Regions from separate parts of the Gossypium hirsutum genome. Here region 2 is linked to region 1. The links are chromatin contacts, called in public Hi-C maps. All regions are on one chromosome and are shown on one strand. Each heading gives the region's core, a stretch centred on a gene start, on an enhancer-like site or on the middle of the called end of the contact. The rest is flanking DNA. Distances are from core to core; before and after follow the strand shown. Region 1 holds the start of LOC121202977 (zinc finger CCCH domain-containing protein 6). Region 2 has its middle 22 kb from the start of LOC121208228.

Evidence for each region. Hi-C and Micro-C count contacts between places; a contact is called where the count stands out from the background.
Region 2: a contact with region 1 is called in a Hi-C map of leaf, with 1.9 times the contacts expected there. The contact joins the enhancer-like site here to the promoter of LOC121202977 in region 1. A contact is called at or near these places in 7 of 34 Hi-C or Micro-C datasets (leaf, petal and seedling).

What each region holds. Positions count from the first base shown.
Region 1 is chrA01:22,864,657-22,871,541 of Gossypium_hirsutum_v2.1, forward strand. It overlaps LOC121202977 (zinc finger CCCH domain-containing protein 6), which reads right to left and starts at 4,084. Exons shown (of 4, transcript XM_041116467.1): 1 at 3,377-4,084; 2 at 2,233-2,442; 3 at 2,005-2,129; 4 at 781-1,895. The coding sequence starts at 3,436. The coding sequence ends at 1,013. LOC121230916 reads left to right here. Exons shown (of 7, transcript XM_041116465.1): 7 at 1-134.
Region 2 is chrA01:22,937,468-22,944,352 of Gossypium_hirsutum_v2.1, forward strand. No RefSeq gene overlaps it. Among protein-coding and RNA genes, the nearest start is that of LOC121208228, 22 kb to the left of the region's middle. Within about 2 kb of position 3,109, at least 2 of the 9 cell types and tissues checked have an H3K27ac peak or open chromatin away from gene starts, as enhancers often do. A contact at or near this core is called in leaf, where this site is marked.

The DNA.
Region 1 (6,885 bases), core at 2,834-5,333:
CGTTAACCATCATTTAATACTATAGTTTTCTTGCTTTGGTAATAATAATAGGTTTGGCCATTAGTCATGTGGATCATCTGTAACTATTTCGAAGAGATACGTCAATGAGAAAACAATTTCTTCGTTCTGTTGCACATTGGTTGTATAAATTTTTAGTCTCTGAATTTTTAGTCTTTTCACGTTTAGTCTCAAAATTTGTTCGCTTTTTTTTTTTTTACTGAAATAATAATGTGATGCACTGATGCTTGAAATTGTGTTATTTCATCACATGAAATTTTTATGTAAAACAAACTAAATTTTCATGATGTGGTATTCTCATTTCACTGTGAAATTAAGAAAAGTTATGAGATTAATACGGATAAAAATATTAGATCAAATTGAAGAAAGTTATTAAATTTTGGAACTAATAAAGTTTTTTTAACCGCTTGGGGAAATTGGGGCCTCTTTCTATCGCTTTACTCGCCTATTCTGTGTATGCAACATACTGCGGGGGTTTGTCGCTGTTCCCTTCTTCGACAGTCGTCTTCCAAGATTCAAATAAAAAACGTAGTCTCCAACAACATTCACATTAATATACCGCTATTATAACAGAACATTTAAGGTATTCATATGTAGCCTATGGGGCAGCTCAATTGCTTTTTATCGCAGCAACTTGAAAATAAAATATGATTTTGGAACATTTTTAGGTGTATAATATTTATAAATTTAAGTGCATAACATCTTTTAAATAGTTTTAAGGAATATATATATTGTATATAAAATTATAAAAGCAGTACGTAATGAATTGAAGATGCGTTTGCATGTATGTTATATATAGGGGACTAACATTATCAAATTTGGATCAAAGCAAGGAAGAACAAGAAAACCACCAAAAAGAAACGCCGTCCCAGAAAATATATCCCCAAGTGATGGTAAGTAATTCATCAAATGGTGGACGGAAGACGCAAAAAATAAAAGGAAAAATCAAGGAAGGTGAAAGCTATAATTGAACTACTTGAAAAAACAAGGCATACTAGTATGTTTTCAACTGCCTATCTCTATCCATTTTCATTCTCTTTGCATTAGGGGCGTCGGGAATACTATTGCCCCTGTTCTGGGAGGATGTATCATGTTGGTACGTACAATTGGCGCCATTCCTGCATCCCCTGGAATTGTTAAAGTAAACACAAGGCTTCATTATCCTCAGCTTCGAATCTCTTGACCTCGGGTTATTTATTACTTCTTGGCTGGGTCTTAACTGTTGATTGTATCGGTTATTGAACTTCTGGCCTCCTACTTGACTTTCTCCTCCATGCTGTTGAATCAAGTTCTTGTAATAGTTTACATCCTTCTTTTGGGGAAGTTCCATTGCAAGTGAATGTGAAATTGGACATACACCAGGAACCAAACCATGTATATTTGAGGCTCCAATTCCAACCCCATTTAAATTGCCGTAAAACGCTCCACCATTTTCTGTTCTACTGATGTAAGCTGCAGATGGAGGCATGTCAAACGATGGTACCAAATTGGTTGATGTTATAGGTAAGCTTTGTGCACCTGAAGCCACTTCATGCTCTGTAACTAATTTCTCAATCAATTTGGGGTTGCTGAGAATTTGGACGAGCAAGTCAGGATCAATCATGTTTCCATTTTCATTGCTTTGATTTATTGCTGTAAAGGCAGCAGCTGTTGGTTTCTCATTGGTAGGAACACTTGAAATAATTGGTATACTGCAATTCAAATGAGGTAAAATATCCAACAACTGAGGCTGGAAACTAGTGGAGGCACCGAACGGTGCTAAGACATTCGATTGTGTTCCGATTGCCGCATCCTCGTCTTCAATGGGAGTGATGGGTATTTGAGGAGTTTGCTTATCATCATAGTGACAGTATGCCATGTCAGCTGAGACAGAAGGACTGCATAATAAGAAGGAAAGTTAGGGACAGGGCAAATTAAAACTCTAAGGGAAGCAGTTCTTACAAAATCCACCCCCCTCAAATTAAAAGAAAAAGGGAAGTATCAAACTTAGTAGGAATTGCAGATGGGCGTGGATAAACAGCTTCAAGTACTCTCAGTTCTCTTTGGTTTTGAACATCTGCCTCTTTACTTTCCTCTCCGGCAACCACTTGCCAATTCAAGTCCAATACAAACTGTGGAAATACAAAATCAGCGTTGATGAAAATGCTAAGAGCAATAATCATAAATCAAACCAAAATGGAAATGGCCAAAAAACTAAGTCTTTAGAGCTGTTACTCTGAGAGGACATCTCCATTTAGTGACAAGGATTTCTGTCAAGTTAATCTGCATTTGATCTGTAGAACAAGATCCTTCAAAGCCAGGAGGCAGAAAGTCATCCACAGTTGCCCCATTTAAATGTGATATAGAAGACGTTTTTGCTTGGAGGTGATCTTGAGTTCCCAACCCAACTTGTAAAGGTGATTCCTCTGATAGAAAGAGCCTTATCTGTTAATAGAAGCATTTATATTTTCAGTTAGTACTGAAATCTCACATCAGACAAGAGTAACATCTCATTTCAGCTTGGCTCTACTTTGAATTGAAAATCTAAGGACTGAAGGCAGATGTCCCTTCATATTGTAAGGAACCGTACACATACAAATGAGATGTCACAATTGGAACTTCTCCAAAAGAAATTATATATTCTTTCAAATTATTGACGACTTGGGAAAAAGGGGATATACTGAAGACACTTTAGAGACACAATTATCCTACATGAAAAAGGAAAGACAACAAATAACAAGCTTCTCTGATAACTAAAAGCAAAAATTTGAAGTCAAGACTTCAGAACTTAACAAACATTATTAACTTAACATGCATTGATCGAGATTTCAATTTCGTACCCTAGTTATGTGTTATTTTGTTCTCTGTAGATCAGTAAATGAACATTAAATGAAAGGAATTGACGAGCCGGGGAAGTTTATTGCAGCTATATATTTATTGTCGTTGAAATTTCTGAATGACCTAAAAATCAAAGTCTTTTACTACTGTTCTTTCATATTCTATGTCTAACTTGCATAACATATTTCCAAACTCCATTGATTTTTATTCCCATAAAACCAGTTAAGTAAAACCTAAACTAGCCATAAATACTACCGAAAGAGAATGAAAGAACTCCATCATTCATACTCTAAAAGGCTTCATACAACAATGCCCTCACCAAAAATGAAAAAGCACATTCGTAGTTATGCTTTGCAAGAAGACTAATAATGAACTAGTAATCACCAAATAGATTCAAATAAAATTCAAACACAGTTAACAGGTTTAAGAAAATAAAGGTCCATTTAACTTCAAAATTTTCCACCCTCATTTCCATTTCTCTATTTCAGCTAAAACGGAGCTCAAATTTTAGGAATTGCGAAACTAAAAGAGCAATCCTTACCTGACAAAGGTTAATATCCGGTGCCCAAGTAACCTTTTTTGATTTGTGCAGTCCTCGCATATTGACAGATAGCAAAAATAAAATAAATATTATAAATTAAAGATTAAAAAATCTCAAAAATCCGCCTTTTCCATCATCGATTCTGATAAAATTGATAAAAGAGTCCAATTCCCAGAATCACCGATTTTAGAATTCGATTTCGATCGATAAAAAAAAAGGTTAAAACCTTAAGAGCAAGACACCACTGTCCCAAAAACAAAGGAGTCTCTCAGCCTTTGCATCAACTTACACGTTTCGAAAACCCTAATTTACATGAAAAACAAAGAAGTAATGGATTGAAAAAAGAGAGAGAGACCTAAATATGTGTCTTTGGAAACAGAGAGATCCAAGGCAACCCTAGATCCTCTGGGTTTGCTTTGCTGCCTTGCCGTTTTCCTATCTAATTTTGTTTTTCCCCTAAATTTGTTTGTGTACTAGTTTCGTTTTAGGAGGCTTTCGGTTCTGTACTTGTAGATTCTGTTGAGTGAAAGCTGCCACACGCGTTAGTTTGACGCGTGCAGGGGGGGGGAGGTTGTGGAGTTGTATTGGACGCGCTGTGGGGATAGAAGTAGAGGAGGTTCTTGGCATAGTTTTGGTTTTCTGAAAATTTGAGTTTAACGATGAAAGGACTTAACACTTCATTATTTCCTCCATTCTAATTGTACGCAAAACTGAAAAATCAACACGTTACAACATCCTATTAATCGACGGTATCGTTTTTCTCTTTTAAAAAAATTATCTTTTTAATATGTTGATGTGTCAGAAGACACTCTATTATTCTTAATAAAATATTTTTTTTAACTTAAAAAATATTTTATTATTATATTATTATTTTTTATTATAAAAAGTGATTGATTTGATCCCTCAACCTCACACATTAGTTCTTGAGTTAAATAGAGACTTTTTTTTTTGAATATCCTCCCCTCCCTTATTTGAAAATTGCAATTAAGTCTCTTCACTTATATTTTAGAAGGTTAATACTAATTATTTTGGCATTTTATTTTTTTATATTACAATTTATTTTGTTTGTTATGGTTTAAAGAATAGCCAAATGTTCCTTCTTTTAAAAAAAATAGTTAGTTTTTAATAAAATAACAATAAAAAGTAAACTTATACAATTATAATAAAATAATTAAGTTTTTTTTTCTTCTATTTTTGCAATTTCAAAAAAAAAAGTACAACCAATTTTTTGCAACAATTTACTTCGATGGTGTTATTTTAGAAACAACCATTGGTTATATTTTTAAAACTCGTCAAAAAATCGGAATGATATTCGATAAGAATATGTTCGTCAGTGATATGAAATAGAAGGTCAGTGAAAAAATTTCCCGGCGTTATGGAAGGAGGATGATGAAACTATATGACAAATTTCCAATTTCGTCAAATCCTATCAAATTTACCGAGATGGAACTTCTGGACGATAAAGACGTTGAGACAATGGTCGTATTATATTACCCGCCAGGGAGGTTGAACCCTGAACCGATTCAGTTATTTGCTGAGTTAGCAGATGCAAAGCCCGTTGAAAATGTAACTCAGTTAAGTCAACAACTTGGAGTTGAAGACTCGTGTACCGAGGTTCCCAAGTTGTTTATGCACGATTTTGACATCGATCTCAACGTTGGATGTTTAGGTTAGTACAGTGGTGGATTGCAAATATATCCAGACGTTATTGAAATTGATGCACTTGGTGAAGATGGATCTGATAATAATGATTGTTCTGATCATGAATGTGAAGATTTTAGTGACCCCGATTTAGACGATGTCGCAGACGATATCCACGACGAAGGATAAAATAATGGAAATGATCATGCCCCTTCGGTCGAAAACTCGAGCCGTGGCATCGTCATACGCAATGATCCCGATGTCTATATGTCAATCGTTGATCCCGATACGGCACATGCTTCTGAGTTCCCTGAGTACTTAGGCATCATACCTACTCACTTGATGTTAGAAGATCCTGAATTGGAATAGTTGTTCGTGGGTCATAGATTCGCGAGCAAAGACGAGTGTGTCAATACCATCAAGCGCTATAGTTTGAAAGTGTTTACCTACTATAGGGTGGTTGACTCTAAATCGACGATTTATGTTGGTGAGTGTTGAAAGTTGATAAAAGGGTGCAAGTGGTTGGTATGAGCTAAATTTATCCAAAGGTCTCAACAATGAGAGATATGAAAATATGTTGGGCCTCATGCATGCACTTCTGCTCGTATGACGTAGGACCACCGCAAGCTTGATTCAAAAACCATCTGCAACTGCATATTAGCAATGGTTAAAGACAGCCTCACCATTGTTGTATCGTTGCTGATTACTGAAATGCAAGAACAGTTTCACTACTGAGTTTCATACTGGAAGGCATAGTTGGCTAAACAGATGGTCATGGATTAGTTGTACGAAAATTGGGATGTGTCATACAACAAGCTCCAAGGGTGGATTGCCGCAATGTGAGAGTACATTCCAAGGACTGTTGTTGAGTTGCAGACGTTTCCTTATCACGACCGAGGTAACCAACTATATCTGAAGAAAAGAACTTTTTACAGTATTTTTTGGACATTCAATCCATGCATTAGGGTCTTTCCCCACTATAAGCCACTTGTGCAGGTAGATGAGACCTAATTGTATGGGAAATATATGTAAATCCTCCTTATTGTAGTTGCACAAGATATGAATTAAAACATTCTACTGATAGCATTTTCCACTATTAAAGGAGAGGACTCAAAGTCATAAGAATTTTTCGTAGAGAACTTGCGGGGACATGTTGTCACTCAAGACAGCGTTTGCATCATTTCCGATAGATCAAAGGTCTAGTTGTTGTAATTAGGTGTTTGGGTGTTCCGTGGAGATTTGTCTACTGCATCAGACACATTGCAACGAACTTCCACAAGGAATTCAAAAATACGGATTGGCGAAAACAAGTTGTGAAGATAGGAAATTATTAATTTTTTTTCCATATGTTTAGAGTTTGCCAAATGACACGTAACATGTTGTAACGGTTTAAGGTATGAGTGGAGCCACATCAGTTTAAATGGAGATGGCCTAACCTCAAAGCTGATATGCATAGTCTGTAACACCCCAAACTTGGCCTAGTCGTTATGGCCGAATCTGGCAATGTCAAATGAGAGTGTTTTTGGAAACTGTACTGATACATAAAAATAAATCTGTCAAATTATTATCTTTTACTCTTATGCAGAAGTTATAAAATCCAATTAACTCTTGGTACCGTTTTACTTACTAAAACCTTAGTTAATTTTAAAAACCATGCTTTAGTGTTGCAGTTTATATTCCAAAATCACAGTTCAAAAATCCAAATTAAAACCAACAGTCCAAGTCCATATTTACAAAAAAAAAATCCCTAAAATAATAATAAAATAATATGGTAAAGCATTTAAAACATAAAACCCATGGTTAGGTGGTCGTGGTCACTATCGAGTCCTCCGCTGCACTGATCCATCTACTGCTGGGGATTACTTAAA
Region 2 (6,885 bases), core at 1,859-4,358, 72 kb after region 1:
CCCTTCAACAGCTTGCAGATCTGGTTGACCATGCTGACATTGTCAGGCTCAAAAAGCACATCACTGAAATTTCTATTAATAGCAAACAGGATACTTTCCTTGAAAGCTTTAATTTCAGTCCATTCTGCTTGTGTACTAATTTCAACAGCGCCACTCCCCAAGACAAAGCCATCCGAATCCCTCGCGATTATCCCAAAACTCATCTTCTTCTCCGAGACGGCCGCGTCAAAGTTAATCTTCACCATGCCCCATGGGGTTTCTCCTATTTCTTCTCCATCGGGGTAACAGGCAACATGAGTTTATTAAGTAAATTATATATACGGAAGTCATCGTTTAACGTCCTTGGTCTCACCCACACCACCCTGGCATCATCTTCTTTCCCTCTAAAAATATAATTGTTCCTATTATTCCAGCTATTCCACAATGTAGTGATGAAATCCGAAACCGCTTTGATATCCAACACCCTCATCATCTCTTCGATCCAGTCGATGCTCTGAGTAGAGTTACCTTCCAGCAGGCTGCTGTTGATGCCCCCCATCACAAGGATCTCGCGAGCTATGGGGCAATCTTTTAAGGCATGAAGTAATGTTTCCTCACCAGCACCACAACGGAGGCAGTCTGTTTTAAACTCCTTGCGAATAGCAGCGATTTTTTTATATGTAGGCAAGATATCGTGTCCAATTCTCGAGCAGAAAATACGTATCTTTGGGAGGGTTTGAAGCTTCCAAATATTTCTCCAAAAAAATCTGTGCGGGCCATAGCCAACCTTATTAAGAATTAGCCAGGAATAAGCAGATTTGGAAGTAAAGTAACCATGGGGTTGTGGAACCAGCCACGTCTGTAGTTTGGGGCATTATGAATAATGGGCAAATACCATATCTGCTCCCCCATAAATCGCATGGACTCGCCTGGTTCCGGCCCGTACTATCTCTGTTCCATCAATCGCACACTCTACTTTCACTAATATTCGGTGCATTTGGATGAACCAACTCCCCAGTCAGACCTTCAAAGCCCCAATTGTCGCGTCTAAAATCAATGCTTCTCCCATCACCCCTAATCCACCCGAAGCCATTGTTTAAATGTCTCGCACCCGCGGAAATACTCGAGCAAATATAAGACGGTTTGTCGATGCGTTTGGTATGGAAAATATCACCACTGGGGAAGTATTTAGCACTAAGCACCCTGTAGCATGGTGCATCCTTGCACATGATAAGCCTCCATACTTGTCTCCCTGAAAGAGCAATGTTAAACAAATGGAGATCCCTAAAATCGGGGCCTCCCATACCCTTAGGGAAACAAACCCTATTCCACACGAGCATAGACCAACAACGATTTTTTTCATTTCCCCCTCACCACATACGGCTAATCTTAGAATGAAGCTCCTTAATAACGCCTTTAGGGGCAAGAAAAACCGAGAAAGCATACGTTGGGATGGACTAATGGACGGACTTGATAAAGACTTCTTTACCTCCGTAAGACAATAGTCTCTTTGACCAACTATTCATCCGACTCGAGATACGATTAGAGATGCTTTTGTTAGGATTGACCCGATTAAGCAATGAACAAGAAAAAATAGCGGAATAAATTGAAAATTTTAACACACAAATTTAACGTGAAAAAACCCCTTCAAAGAGGATAAAAAATCACGCGCAAAGATAATTTTACTATAATGAAAAAAGAACGAATAGTACAAAAGATGTAGATAAAGACTAAACCTCGAAAACCCGAAAACAAAGAACCCTCAAAACGTAAACACAAAATTCTTTAAATGTGTTATGAGTTCTAATATCTAATGGGTGTTTTTTCTAAGGTTGTAAAAGAGCCTACTTATAGGTTAAATTCATAGGTCAAATAATAATAAAATAATCTAAACTAATCAGTGTTTATTGAAACAAATAAATAGATTTTAACTGAAAGATTATTTCTCAAATTTGACTGAAAATAGGAGTCATATTTAACTGCTTTTGAACACGATTGACTTTTTCTTGCCAACAATTAGAGGGAGACCAAGGTAGTTGTCAAGCTTATCCACCACCTCCATTTTTAGTAAACTACCAAAATAATGGCGCTGAGAGACAGGGGTGTTCGGACTGAAATACACCATGGCCTTGTCGAGGTTTATGCTTTGACCCGAAATCTTTTCGAACTCCATTAGGATATTCATGAACTCATCAACTTCACTTTTCTTATTCCTAACAAAAAGAAGAGCGTTATCAACAAAGAAGAGATGATTAATGTTCAGGCCATTCTGACTTGCCCGAATACCTTTGATGGTATTAGCTTTTTGAGCCTGAATAAGCATAGGGGAAAGAACTTCCATGCATATAAAAAAAAAAGTAAGAGGACAAGGGTTCCCCTTATCGGAGACCCCTTTCCGGGATAATAATATCAGACAACATCAAATTACACTTAACCATATACTAAATAGAGCGCACACACTGTATAATTTTATCCACCAAACTCAAATTAAAACTAAATTTTTCCAGATAAGAACAAAGCCTTTATTCGGACCGTTCTTTGAGCTCTAAGGATAGTGCATCAGTTCGTGGGCAATTATAACGTTGTCGTGGATCATACATCCCGATACAAACGCACTCCAATTCTGACAAATGCAAGTAGGCAAAACGACTTTCAAACGGTTGGCCAAGACTTTGGAGTTAATTTTGTAAATAACCCTACAGAGGCTTATAGGCCGAAAATTAGTCATATTAATAGGTTGTTTTATTTTAGGAATTAAAACAAGCACGGTTTCGTTAACACAAGCAACATCTTTGTTGCCCTTGAGGACCTCGTGACAAAACTTTAAAATATCTTTTCCAATTGTTGGCCAGTGTTCTTTGAAAAAACATCCTGAGTGACCGTCACATCCAGGAGCCTTGCGTGGGTCCATGTTTCTAAAGGCTGTGATGATTTCTTCATCCGTGAATTCCCTATCCAAATTAGCATTCATTTGGTCAGTAATGCATGAATGAATATAATGCAAGTCAGGTTCAATAAAAGTAACGGTAGTTGTCTTAAAAAGCTCATTAAAATAGCTCCAGGCTACGTTACAAATCTCTTTTTTATCCGTATGCCACGTCCCCCTTGAGTCTTTCAACTTTTCAATTTGATTTTTCTTTTTTCTACCCGTGGCGCGTGCTTGGAAATAGCGAGTGTTCCTGTCACCTTCCGCAAGCCACCTCATACGTGGCCTCTGAGCCCAATACTAAATAATCTTATTCTAAAATATAGGGGTAATCTTAATTCAGCTCTAGGTAATGTAAGTAAGATTAAGAGATGATATTCAATTTCATGATATGTTTTCCTTTTATATATATATATAGATTTCCTTTCATTTTATGTTTTTTATAAATTAAGTAAATATATTATGTACAGATTTTAAATTATTTTTTGATAAAATATTGAAAAGGAGAGGAACATAATTTGAACTTATATTAGAGGGATATCTTATAAGAGTTTTAATCATCATTACATACAATCAATATTATATTTTAAATTATTATAATATAATAATTTAACTTAATATATTAATAATTAAATGAAATTCACTTCAATGAATAAAATTATTGATTCAATTTAAATATCATTTTATACAATATTGGTAGTAAAAGGTGGGGTGATAGGGTTTGAATCTATGTCAAACAGATATATGGTAAAAGCTACATACAAGTCAAGGCAATATATTGCCTAAATTTAAAGACTTTTTAATAAAAATATAATGATATGTAATAATAAAATAAAAGAAATCGAGGAAACAATAATACTATATTAAATATAATATTTAAATTTCGGAGAATATTAAATTGTAGAGTCCAGTAAAAGAGTTACTTACCAACAATAAGTAATATTACATTCCTTAACAAAAATTTATGTGAACCAAACTCCCCTAACTTATTTACACATTTTATTTACAAGAGTTAAAAATATTATTCCTATTACGATTAAAATCCTTTCCTAAATATAAATTAAATTAGCTTCATAATGTTTAATGTTTCGACAAGCTAGTTTTTGTTTTTTCTTTATTAATGATTTTAAATTTAATATTACAAAAGTATATTTTATAATTCATTCATATACATAATATTATAATATAATATGTCTATTATAAGGGAATTCAATTCAACTTACATAATTTTCCCTCCCACCTATAGGGACAACTTAACAAAGAATTCACCCTTGAAGAATTCAAAGCTGCAGCATTTCAAATGCATCCATCAAAAGCCCCTAGCATTGATGGCAAATCAGGATTCTTCTATCAACATAATTGGGATATAGTCAGCCTTCTGACCACACAACTTTGTGTCAGGTTTCTTAATTTAGGCGAATTTTACTTACGCTTATCTTGAAAGATACCCGCTAACATAACTTTGGTAATTTTCGACCAATTAATCTCTATATAGTGTCATTTATAAAATTTGCTAAAAAGTTCTTGTTCACCGCCTCAAGCTAATAATGGATGTTGTCATATCACCATTCCAAAACACCTTCACTCATGGTCAGAACATTATGGATAACATATAACTGGGAAGTGAACTTCATACCATTTGATCCAAACGGTATGAAAAAGACATTCTAGCAACGTTGAAACGTGACATGTGCAAAACCTATGACCGCATAAACTGAGATTTTCTTATTGTTGTTTTGAGGAATATGGGTTTCAACAATCATTGGCTTTAGCTAATATCCCGGTGCGTAAAAACCATGTCCTATCAAATTTTAATTAATGGTCATCCAACGCCACCAATACAGCCACATCGAAGACTCCACCAAGGTGACCCATTTTCTCCTACCTGTTTCGACTATGCCAAAACATCCTCTCTTTGATGCTACTCCAAGCTGAACAATCCTCACAAGTATCAAAGGTTTGCGCCAGCAAACATTACATGCCTATTAATCATCTACGTTTTTCTAACAACTCTTATCTTTTCTTCAAGGCCAAAATCCAATCAACACAGGCCTTAAAAGCTATTGTCAACACCTATTGCCACTTCTCAGGGCTTTCTATTAAATACAGTAAATCTAAAGTCTTTTTCTGCAAAGCAAGGAAAGCTCAACACAAACAGTGGATTACAAGAATTTTGGGTACATGATCACTGCAGCAAAACAGGTTTTTTGCGGCGTTTTTTTTGGGCCTTTAGCAACGATTATAAGCACCGTAAAAAACACCGCTAAAGACAACGCTGCTAAAATTTGCGGCATTTGTGTAAAAAGCGCCGCTAAAGAACGTGACCTTTAGGGGCACTTTTCATACAAACACCGCTAAAGAACGTGACCTTTAGCGGCGCTTTTCACACAAATGCCGCTAAAGAACATGACATTTAGCGACGCTTTTTACACAAACGTCGCTAAAGAATGTGACCTTTAGCGGCGCTTTTCACACACCGCTAAAGAACCTGACATTTAGTGGCGCTTTTCTAAAAAACGCCGCTATAGAACGTGACCTTTGGCGGCGCTTTTCATACAAACGTCGCTAAAGAACCTGACATTTAGAAAAGTGCCGCTATAGAACATGACCTTTAGCGGCGCTTCTCTAAAAAATGCCACTATTTTAGCAGATATCTAATATCCTATTTTCATTCATATACAACTTTCCTGTAACATTAAATCCAACCAATAATAACAAATCTAAATGATACTTCAAAAATCCAACGAAAGATATATTATATAAATTAATAAATGAAATAACAAAATATTCTTACAGTAATGTTAAAAGTTATATTGTTAAAACATTCTTACAATAAGAAAATAAACGTCTAAGATGGTGGATTCTGCGACTGCTAAAACATCTTTATCACATTCTGAAACTGTAGGTGGAGTTCATTGTATTTTCTGTTTTGCCCTGCTTCTCTCGCTGCTGGCTCTACTTTAAGTTGAGCAATTCACTCAACTGTGCTCACTTGCATCTGAGCCATCTAGTCTCTTAACCTTTGAACTTCAGCTTGAGCTTGACTCCCCATAGGCATGTATTGTTGCGAGCTGGATCCAAAATATTGGGTTGGGTTGGGTTAACACCAGATCCTTGAAACTGAACCCGACCATACCTTTCAGGACCCAAAACTTCAGTAATAATTCTGTTATCAATGTCCTCAAGATTAACAAAACTATCACTCGAAGCAATTGCTTTATACTCTACCTTTTTATATAACCTTTAGTTTGTCCTAATAAATCAATCAAAGAGTTAGAAACGAAATATATAATAAAAACAAATGCAGCATAACTTAACATTATTTAAAACTACTAACGATGAATATACCATTATAATTAAACCATTATGATTGAACATTATAAATATTTAAAATAAATCAAATTTTATTAAGTAAATATACCATAATTTCTCCAGCTTCAGAAGTCATTGGAGATTCATCTTTCTTCCTACATGTAATGTCAAAAAGCTGAAGGCGTCCAACTTTTTGACCAGACGAGAGTTCCTACAATATAGTAGTAAAAATATTATTTAATAGAAAAAAATTAATATTTGACACAATTAATAAATTCAAAATACCTCAGCCTCAGCTACACAAGTAAAACTTTTTGACCCTACTGTGTGCGTGAATTTTTTTTTTGCCTGCTGCTTGTTCCAACTCTCTCACGGTCCTACATTATGAAATTATTATTACGTATATAGTCAATACTCTAAACCGAAATAATTATAAGAGTTTGGAAGTACGTAATACCTCTCCTTTCTTTGAATTCCAGAATCTAACAGCATCTTCCCATTGGTACCTCAGCATTCCTGGCGGGACATTTCGCAATTTCTCTTTGAGGCTTATATCTTTCTTAAAATATTCTTTTTTTAAAGTGCTTTTATGGTCTCTCTATTTTTTCCCAATGCTTTCTTGATATAAGCATCCGAGACCTCTAAACCAAATCTCTCCTAAAAAAGCA